Linked DNA regions of Oryctolagus cuniculus: region 1 is linked to region 2. Evidence: chromatin contacts called from public Micro-C data. All regions are on one chromosome and are shown on one strand. The core of a region is the stretch at or near the end of the contact, and the rest is flanking DNA. Distances in the headings are between cores, read along the strand shown. Region 1 holds the start of RTN4 (reticulon 4). Region 2 holds the start of RPS27A (ribosomal protein S27a).

The links. A called contact is a pair of places that touch in the nucleus more often than the background predicts.
Region 1: a Micro-C map of ear pinna shows a contact between it and region 2, with 7 times the contacts expected there. The contact joins the promoter of RTN4 here to the promoter of RPS27A in region 2. A contact is called at or near these places in 3 of 6 Hi-C or Micro-C datasets (ear pinna, psoas muscle and skin fibroblasts).

Annotation. Positions count from the first base shown.
Region 1 is chr2:147,522,787-147,527,523 of mOryCun1.1, reverse strand. RTN4 (reticulon 4) reads right to left here and starts at 2,852. Exons shown (of 9, transcript XM_070069112.1): 1 at 2,038-2,852. The coding sequence starts at 2,599.
Region 2 is chr2:147,361,172-147,366,219 of mOryCun1.1, reverse strand. It overlaps RPS27A (ribosomal protein S27a), which reads left to right and starts at 3,550. Exons shown (of 6, transcript XM_051842885.2): 1 at 3,550-3,799; 2 at 3,900-3,964; 3 at 4,420-4,474; 4 at 4,944-5,029. The coding sequence starts at 3,917. CLHC1 (clathrin heavy chain linker domain containing 1) reads right to left here and starts at 3,457. Exons shown (of 12, transcript XM_051842880.2): 1 at 3,329-3,457; 2 at 2,206-2,463. The coding sequence starts at 2,382.

The DNA.
Region 1 (4,737 bases), core at 1,603-4,102, 160 kb before region 2:
TATCGCTATACCCAAGCCCAGTGCAATGCCTGTCTCTTAGGTAATCAATAACAGGCTGAATTAATGAACAAACTCTTCACAGCATTAAAAAAAATCTAGACACAATAGCATGGTTTAACTATTCATGACCATAATCATGACACACTAATGGAATTTAAGCTTCCAAATAGGTATCCTCAATATAGAATTACACAGAATCCCTGAGTGGGCAATATTCTCTCTCCTTTGTCTTCTAAATTTAGGATTCCAACAGTCAAGATTCCAAGAGGCTGCTGTAACCACTTAAATCCCCCATGTTCCAAGAACAGAACTCTTCTCTTTGTTTCCATGCAGAAACACATGGTGACAAGTCAATCACTAAATGCCCCGTTTGAAAATGTCTTCATTCTTTATATATTTCTATCTCACTTTCTTTCAAATTTTTTTTATATACAGAAAAAGAAACAGCTGAGTTATTCTTCCTCTAAGATCTTGCAAGAGCTTTACTGTAGTGGTAACTGTTCTGAGTAGTGCCTTGGGGGGTACATAAATATCAAAGTGTTATTCAAAAATATCACAATGGACTTATTTTCCCCATTGTGGAGTAATGAATTGAAGAAAATAAATATTCTGTGATCTCAGACTGACATTTTCTAGGAAATGAACCTTTACAATCTTACAAGCTATGAAAACTTCTCAGCAGGCAGCTACTCCTTCACACACAAAGAAAGGTCTACCTCTATATCTTACCCCCTCTCTGTGGCTCTTTCAAGGAATTAAATATATCTTTAGGAAAAAAAAAGGAAAAGAAAGGCCTTATTGCCAGTGGGACACTTTGTGTAGCAAAACAAACTACTTAAGAATACATCTTGTAAGATGCGTTTAAATTTCTAAGGAGACTTGATTTCCTCCCTTCCAAAATAATTTTCCAAGATGAAAAGGGCAATAAAACAATGTTCCTAAAAACAACAACAACAAAAAAATACAACCACATATTCATGTATATGAAAGTCTTGAAAACTATTTTACATATTTTGTCAATCTAAAACATACATGCCAAAAAAAGTATTTCTAACCAATAAATGAAAATATCTCTAAGTCATTTCGCTAAGTCTCAAGATAAATCTGCCCCAAGTTCAATTAGCCATTTCTCGAGATAGAATCCACAGGTTCTCACTGTTTAAGAATGTCAACCATTTTGCCTTTTTATCTGATGCATTAAAAGGCTAAGCCCGTGCACACCAACAAGAAGCAATTCCTCCTCCTTAAAGCCTGCAGGGGGGACCCCGCAGAACCGCGCCCCCTCGGCACAAGAAGCCCAGATGCCCGCGCCCTGGCTCTGTCTCCGGTGGGAAGCTGCATTACGGTCGGGTGAGCTGGGCGGCGGCAGGACTTCGCCCGACTCCGTCCTCCCCGCTGCTCGCAGCCCCAAACCACTGGAGGCGCTCTCCCTTCACCGCAGTTGGGTCAGTGTGGACGTTTTCCATTCGGCCAGCTCCCCAGAAGCGCCCAGAGGAGAGGGAGGGGGTGAAGCCCAAGGGGGCCACCCACGCCAGGTCGGGCGGGGGCGAGGAGGATGCCCGCGGCCGAACGCAGTCACACAAGCCCGGGGCGACACTGGACCTCGCGCCTACAGCAACCCAGACGGGGAGGCAAAAGCCCCTCATAAAAAGATCAGGGCGCCCCACCCTCCCCTCGGAGCCGCAGCCGCAGCAGGCCAACGAAGCCACAACCCCAGCTCCTCCTTACACACCCAGCTCCCACCAGCGGTGGGTGCCTAACTTCCGGGACGCAGTGGAACGCCGCCGAACGAACGGAGGCCAGAACGTGGGCGCGGGGTGCGGTGCACGTGTTCCCCGAAAGCCAGACAATAAAGAACCCGCCCGGGCGTCTGCGGCCGCCCCACCCTTCTCCCCCGCGCCTCCCACCAGGGGGGGCGCCATCGCCCCGACGTTGGCAGACAAAGCCCCCTCCGGGTGGGGAGAAGGCCCAGCCAGAGGCAGCGGGGAATGCACACAAAAGAGGGAGGGGCGCGCGGCGGGAGGGCGCGGCACTCACCCACGGAGCCCGAGGAGCCCCTGCGCTTGGGCGCGGCCGGGGTGGAGGGGGGCGCGGTGGGGGCCGGGGCGGGCGGGGTCCACGCGGGCTCGGCCTGGGGGCTCACGTCGGCCGGGGGAGGCGGGGGCGGCCGCGCCGGAGGCTCGTCGTCCTCGGGGAGCTTGGAGGGCGAGACTGCGGCAGCGGCCGGCGGCGACGGCGCAGGCACGGACGACGCCGGGCTCGGGTCCCAAAGCGGCTGCCGCTCCGAGGCGGCTGGGGGCGCGGCCGGCAGGGGTCCCCGGGGCGCCGGGGGCACGAAGTCATTCCCGAAGTCCAGCAGGGGCGCGCCGGCGGGAGCGGTGGGAGCGGTGGGCACCGGCGCCGCGGACAGCCCGGCGGCGGGCTTCCTCTCTAGCACCTCCAGCTCCTCCAGGTCTTCGTCCTCGTCCTCCTCTTCCTCCTCGTCCTCCTCCTCCTCGTCCTCCGGCTCCCTCACGAACTGGTACTTGAAGGCGGGTGGAGGCCGGGGCGGGCTGTCCGCAGACGAGGAGACCAGCGGCGACTGGTCCAGGTCTTCCATGGTTGGCGGGCCGGAGATGCTGCTGCAGCTGCTGCCGCCGCCGGGGCCGCTTCTCCTCAGAGCCGCGGGCGGTTGTGGGGGTTGGGGAAGACTGAGAGGGGCCGAGCCCACGGAGCCGAGGGACCTGCAGTGGCGACGGCTCCCGGAACAATGAGACTGCTCCTCCTGCCTCCGCGCCCGTGATGCGCCACCCGCCCGTCCCCCCGTTGCCGCCGCCGCCGCCCAGACGAGCGAAGGAGAGAGGCCAGCAGACTCTCCGCCCAGTTTGGCGTGACTCACCCTCCTCCTCGGCGGGGAGGGTAGGGACTGGCGCGGGAGGGAAAGCGCCAATAGGCTGCGGGATAGAGAAGATGGGCAGCCGGCCGGCCCGATGGAAAGGGAGAGAGCTGAGAGTGGGTGGGGCTCCGTGCACTTCCTCTTTCTTACCGGCTGGGGTTGAGTTCGGTGGGCGGGGCTTGGAGATGGGCACTCCGCCCTCCACGTTGGGTAGATGTGGATTGGGGTGGGGGGCTTGGCCTTGCCCGCAACTGGAGGTCGGTCTGTTAGAGCACTGCTAAAGGGACGGGCCGCTGGCTGGGAGGGGTCAAAGCGGTTCCTGGCGCGCCACCGGAAGGGCGTTATCCTGGGGGACTAGGGGTGGAAACTTTCCTCCCCGGAAAGGAAAAAAACCAAAGTGGAGAAAGGTACAAAGAGGCCTGGGATGTTGGCCCTACGGATTTTAAAAGATTCTGAAATGAAAGATTGTATGTTTCCAAACTTAAATTCCCCATCACACATCACGACTACCACCACCACCCTGAAAGGAAAACAAAGACCGCTCTAGGCTCACTCCCAGTCTAAATGCAGACCCTAAAATGAGGAGGGCAAGGCAGAGCTGTGCTAGATCATGTGGCTGTCTGGGGCTGAAAGTCAGCTGTTCTTCCAAAGAGGATTTGGGGCTCTCCTGCTGCTGGACTCTACATGGTAGGAGAATGAGTCATCCAAAATGAGAGAGGGAGGGAGGGCAGAGAGGAAAATGGAAAGAGAAAGACGCCTTGGAAGGCAATTTTGGTTCACATTACAGTTCAATCACCTTGGGCTCGGTGAGTCAACACTTCAGATGATTCAGGCTTTCTGGGAGCCAGGAAACTGGTGCTTCTTGGTTTAAGATACAGTAATAAGCATGTTCCCCATTTCACTTTTCCCAGAACAACAGTTTAAAGTAAATGGTTGCACTGCATCTAAGAATCAGCATCTCTGCAGAGGTTCTGGAATGCCTTTTCTTTTCCTGATCACCTGTCCAAACCAGCGGCCACAGGCCTACTCTGGAGAGGGGGATACCTGCTTTTCAAGTTGTTCACAGTCTAAACCTTCCCTATCCAATGTTTAGTAACCAGCTCCTTGTGGCTAGTGAGCACTCCAAATGCCTGAAATGAGATGCATAAATGTAAAACACACACTGGATTTCAGGAGTTAGTACCAGTGCCTGGCATTGTGGTGCAGCTGTCAGTCCCTACTTGAAACTTGCATGTGCTGTATCAGAATGCCTGGTTCATCCCAGCTCTGCCTCCTATCCAGCTTCCTGCTAATGCACACACACCTGGGAGGCAGCAGGTGAGGGCTTAAGTACTTGGGTCCCTGAGTTCCTGGTCTCAGCTGGGCCTGGCCCTGACGGTTGCAGGCATTAGAGGAGTGAATAAGCAGATGGGGGTACTGTCTTATATGTGCACTCTCTCTGTCCTTCCCCCTATTTCTCTCTCCCTGCCAGATAAAAATTTCAAAAAAAGTTTAAAGAGTACAAAAGATATAAAAATATCAGTTTATATTGGTTAGATACTGAAACATTTTAGATATACTGGGATTTGTATATTATTTAATTTTAATCATTTCTTTTTAAAGAAGCTTGTAGGATATTGTAAAGATGTTTATGGCTGGCCGGCGCCACGGCTCAACAGGCTAATCCTCCACCTTGCGGTGCCGGCACACCGGGTTCTAGTCCCGGTGGGGGCGCCAGATTCTGTCCCAGTTGCCCCTCTTCCAGGCCAGCTCTCTGCTATGGCCAGGGAGTGCAGTGGAGGATGGCCCAAGTGCATGGGCCCTGCACCCCAGTACCTGGCTCCTGGCTTCGGATCAGTGCGGTGCGCCAGCCGCAGCGCACT
Region 2 (5,048 bases), core at 2,301-4,800:
TCTTCCCAACTAGAATCTTCCAAGATGGAAAGGAAATCTGAGAAACCCGTCATTAATAGCTCGTTTATAATCTGATATGCTGGAATGACAGGAAAATGAAAAGGGTCAATTGTAAGAAGCTAGAAGCTTCTCAGGGGCAGCACTGTGGTGCAGTGGGTTAACCTGCCACCTGCAGTGCCAGCATCCTGGACACCAGCTCAAGTCCCAGCTGCTCCATTACCGATACTGCTCCCTGCTGATGGCCTGGGAAAGCACTGGAAGATGGCCCAAATCCTTGGGTTCCTGAACCCACATGGGAGACCAGAAGAAGCTCCTGGCTCCTGACTTCAGCCTGGCCCAGTCTTGGCTGTTACAGCCATTTTGGGAGTGAACCAGCAGATGGAAAATCTCTCTCTCTCTGCCCCTTTCTCGTTCTAACTCTGTTTTTCAACTAAATAAATATTCGAAGAATAAAAAAGTAAATATAGACTCTTCCCTGTCCTTAAAGATAGGATTCTTTACAATGTACACTTTTACAACATACACTTAGCCTAGATGGATAGTGTGGAGGGTGGAGAGAAAAGGAACACAGACTATAGATGAGATAGTTTTCATTTAACTCCGTGTGTTTTCCCTAAGAATTAAATTTACCAACATCACCAAAACAACTTCACCATAACTATACTAATGTAAAGCAGACAGCTGTTCATGTAAGAAAAATTCCGACAAGAGTTAGCCTTTGGAGATGCCAAGATAAGCATGGCACGGTTAGGACCTTCTTTTACTGATTTCACACAGCTAAGAGTCTTGGTGTGACTCAAGAATTATGGCCGGCACTGCGGCTCACTAGGCTAATCCTCCGCCTTGCGGTGCCGGCACACCGGGTTCTAGTATCGATTGGGGCGCCGGATTCTTTCCCGGTTGCCCCTCTTCCAGGCCAGCTCTCTGCTGTGGCCTGGGAGTGCAGTGGAGGATGGCCCAAGTGCTTGGGCCCTGAACCCCATGGGAGACCAGGATAAGCACCTGGCTCCTGCCTTCGGATCAGCGTGGTGCGCCGGCCGTGGCGGCCATTGGAGGGTGAACCAACGGCAAAGGAAGACCTTTCTCTCAGTCTCTCTCTCTCACTGTCCACTCTGCCTGTCAAAAAAACAAATAAAAAAAAGAATTATGAAATCTATTCAAGACACTACCTTTATGTAAACATACCTAATGCAATATGATTTGTCATAACAACATGCAAAATGAAGTTAACTGTGCAATGTATTGATTGTAAGATAAATTTTCTGGATAACTTAAAAGGAAGGAAAACTTTGGTCTCTCTATTTTATATTCTTACTGATCTGTACCAATTTTCTTCATTCTACTGGTAGGCACTTATCACTACTTTGTGCTCACTTTTCCTGAGAGTGAAGTACTGAGATTTTTAGAGAAGAAAGGAGATTCATTGCATCTAATGTTTACAAATTAAGTAAAAGACTGAGTTCCTGTTTTGCCTGTGGCTGTTTTACTCAGAGACCAGTAGTTTATTGAAATCTTAAGGTAAGTGCTTCCTCTAGGCAAGGAGGAAAGTTGTTGATTTCACTATGTTTTAACTGTCAGAGCATCTTCCAAGGGAGGGTGAAAAAAAGACAGTTCAAACAATTAGGTCAATGAGCAAACTGAAATTGTTTATAGGGGAAGAAAAGACATTTCTAAACCATAAGGAGCAGAATAAAATGTTATAAAAAAGACATAACATTTCCTAATTTGAGCGCCATATTTCTCATGGTAAGTCCAGTCAAACCTCTAGTTTACCATGTCTATCTTGATCTCTAAGTAGAAGAGGTCTCAGTTTAATATGTTAGATTAAATTTAAACCAATACTTTAATGATACCACAAATTTAAAATAAGGAACACATTGGGTGATTACTTAAGGCCCAGTTGCTAATGAAATAGATATTTTCAGAAGTTAGGGTTAAAATGACTATCACAGTCAGGTTGTTGACCAAAAAGTTATTGCCTGCTCTTAAACTAACTGAAACAATGATTAACAGTTGGGTAATACCCATATAAACCCACAATTGCATTTTCCCCATCACCCCTTCCTGAAAAATTGGATGAACTCAAGACTGAGAGTGGAGTCCGGTCAGACACGCAGGGGTGCAAGCCAGGCAGGAGTGCTGGTTGCCAAGACAGTTAATTTCCACCCTCAGGAACACTTCCTCGTCTTAAAAGGATTATGATACCTTATCAAAAACATTGCGGTATATGATGTAATACTCATCAGCAGGTCCTTCCTCATTACAGCCCACTCTTTCCGTTTCTGTAATTATGTATCTTTGCATATTTTCCAAAAATTCCTTGTCACTGCTACTAATGATAGGAGGGAGAACTGCATGTTTATTTATTTCTTGGACTGACATAAGTCACAATCCGCACACTTGTTCACCAGAGAAACTTTAAGTCGTGACCTGCTTTTGCAATAAAGTAAAACTGTGATAAGCCTGAAAGGGGGGAAAAAAGAACATAAATTAGTACAAAGCTTTAACAAAATTAAATCAGATATTGATCCAAACAACGTGTGTTTGAGGAAGAAAGGAGCTCTTCTCTTACTAACCAAGTACAGCTCCTCGCATAGAAGACACTAAGCACACTAGCAAAGTCTCTGGTTTGCGCAGTGGAGAAAAGGCCGGGAGGACCCAGCGGCTCCCACTTGGCCTGCCTGGCCCCTAGAGCACCCCATTCGGGCTCAGAACCTATTCGGGCATCCTCTCAGGGCCTTCACCAATTCACTCAACGTCCAAACTTAGAAATTCTGTAACCAAATAACCACTCTGCAGGCTTCTTTGCAGTGTCTTCGTGTTAACAGCTGAAAACCGCAGGGGCCGGCGTTGAAGCGCAGGAGGGGTAGGCCACTGCCTGCGACTGGTGCATCCCATTTGCGCTCCGGTTCCAGTCCCGGCTGCTCCACTTCCATCCAGCTCCCTACTAATGGGCTTGGGGAAGCAGCGGAGGAGGGAGGGCCCAAGAAAAAAACACCTTTTGAAAACTACAGAGATTCTCAGCAGATTAAACCGTTTCAGAGTGGTGCAAAAGCCAGAATCTTCCTGAGGCTAAGAAACGTAAGGGCTGACGGCAGAGATTTTTAGGACTTCCTATTTTCCCGTTTGCCTGGACTCGGCCCCAAGGATTTCCTCCCCTGGAAGCCCAGGGATCGGCTGGCAGACAGCTGCCTCTGTGAGTGGGTGAAGGACGCTTTCCCGCCCGGCGTTCCTGTCCTGCCCCTTAAGGTTTCCCTCCTAGTCATTTCCGGCTCGTTCCCACCCCGCCCTAACCATTACTCTGCCTCATGCCTTCTCGCGTCCTCACCTGAAGCCCTTTCTCCAAACACCATATCCAGTACTTGCACATAGTAACTAAGGAACCCAGGGTGTGGAACTGCATCTTGGGACAAGCAGTCCTAGCTAGAGGAGAGCATCAGAAAACTACAATTCCCAGAATGCACCTCCGTTTCCTTCTGCCTCTCCAGTGGGGCCTCTCCCCCGAGCCCGCCTCCTGTTAAAGACCCTCCCAGCCACGTTGACTGTATGGGAAAAGCCTTTTAAAACCATTTTAAAATTTTAAATACACCGTCTTGAGAGCATTCTGAAGGTGACTGTCAGAAATAAGCGCAGGCTAGGAAGACGTGAGAGTCACGATGCAATACGGCAAATGGCTAGGCACCCGCTGTATCAGGGCTCAGGCATCTGGTGTGGCCGCCTAAGAGGCGGGGCCTTCGGCGGGGGTGCCGGGAAACCCCGTGGGCCGGCGGCGCTCTTCCTTTTCGATCCGCCATCTGCGGTGAGTGTGTGCTCTGGTGCCGCTCTCAGGCCAGGGGCCTGGGCGCTGTCGTGCTCCTGTGTCCCAGGTCTAATCGGGTTCTTCTTTTCCTTCAGCGCAGGTGGGCCCGCCACCAGGATGCAGATCTTCGTGAAAACCCTTACGGGGAAGACCATCACGCTCGAGGTACGATCGGGTGGTGCGAGAGAAAGCCCGGGCCTGAATGAGGACTTGGGGTGGTATTGCGGGACGGGCGCTGTGTTCCAGCTTTTCGAGAATGCCTGGGAATTGCGGTTCTGAAGCCGTGCTCCGAATGCGGGTGGTTTTGCCGAGCAAGGGCCCGGGGCCTGACTTTCGTTAGTGTCGGGACTTGCCCTCGGTGGTCCCGGCCGGCCAGCCGCAGCAGAGGCCCGGCGGTGGCAATGAGGCGCTCCTCGCTGGCCGGCGTGAGCACGTGGGGCCGGGGGCCGCCGCCCGGTCTCGGCTGGGGCAAGGAGCCGGCTCTGCTTCCCGGTCGTAGTTTGGAAAGGTTGCCCACCCAGCCTGGCTCAGTGCTAACAGTCAAATGGAACTAAATGCGTTTTTATTCCAGTGGTTTTTTTCTTTGTGTAACCAACATGCTTGCATTTCACAACTTTTAGGTTGAACCCTCGGATACAATAGAAAATGTAAAAGCCAAAATCCAGGATAAGGAAGGCAAGTAGTATTTGATAGCTCAGGAAAACTAACCTGGGTGTAGGAGCCAGACACACTGATGGCTCCTGGTGGGGTGGGATGAGATCAGGTAACCCGGCTAAAAAACTTTTTAAGTAACAGTGCCCTCGGTTTATTGTGAAATGACATAGTAGACACAAGCTTGTGAGCACGGAGCCGAGCTGCATGACTGGAATCTTTGCAGTGATTCCACATGAGTGAATTTTGTCAAGTTACTTAGTTCTCTAGACCTGTTACCTGTGCTGTGTGTAAAAGGAAATTTACAAAATTAACAAATAATGTGATGGAAATATGTAAACACTTAAAATTGTGCCTGACCTGCAATAGTGGTTGGGGTCAGCTGTTGGTACCATTTATTTAGTTCAGGATTACTTGTAAACCTGGGCAAATGACACTGTTCTACCATCTTGGTTTTTTTGTGTTTTTTGTTTTGTTTTGTGAACTTCATTAGGAATTCCTCCTGATCAGCAAAGACTGATTTTTGCTGGCAAGCAACTGGAAGATGGACGGACTTTATCTGACTACAACATTCAAAAGGTAACGTTTGGGGAAAGGA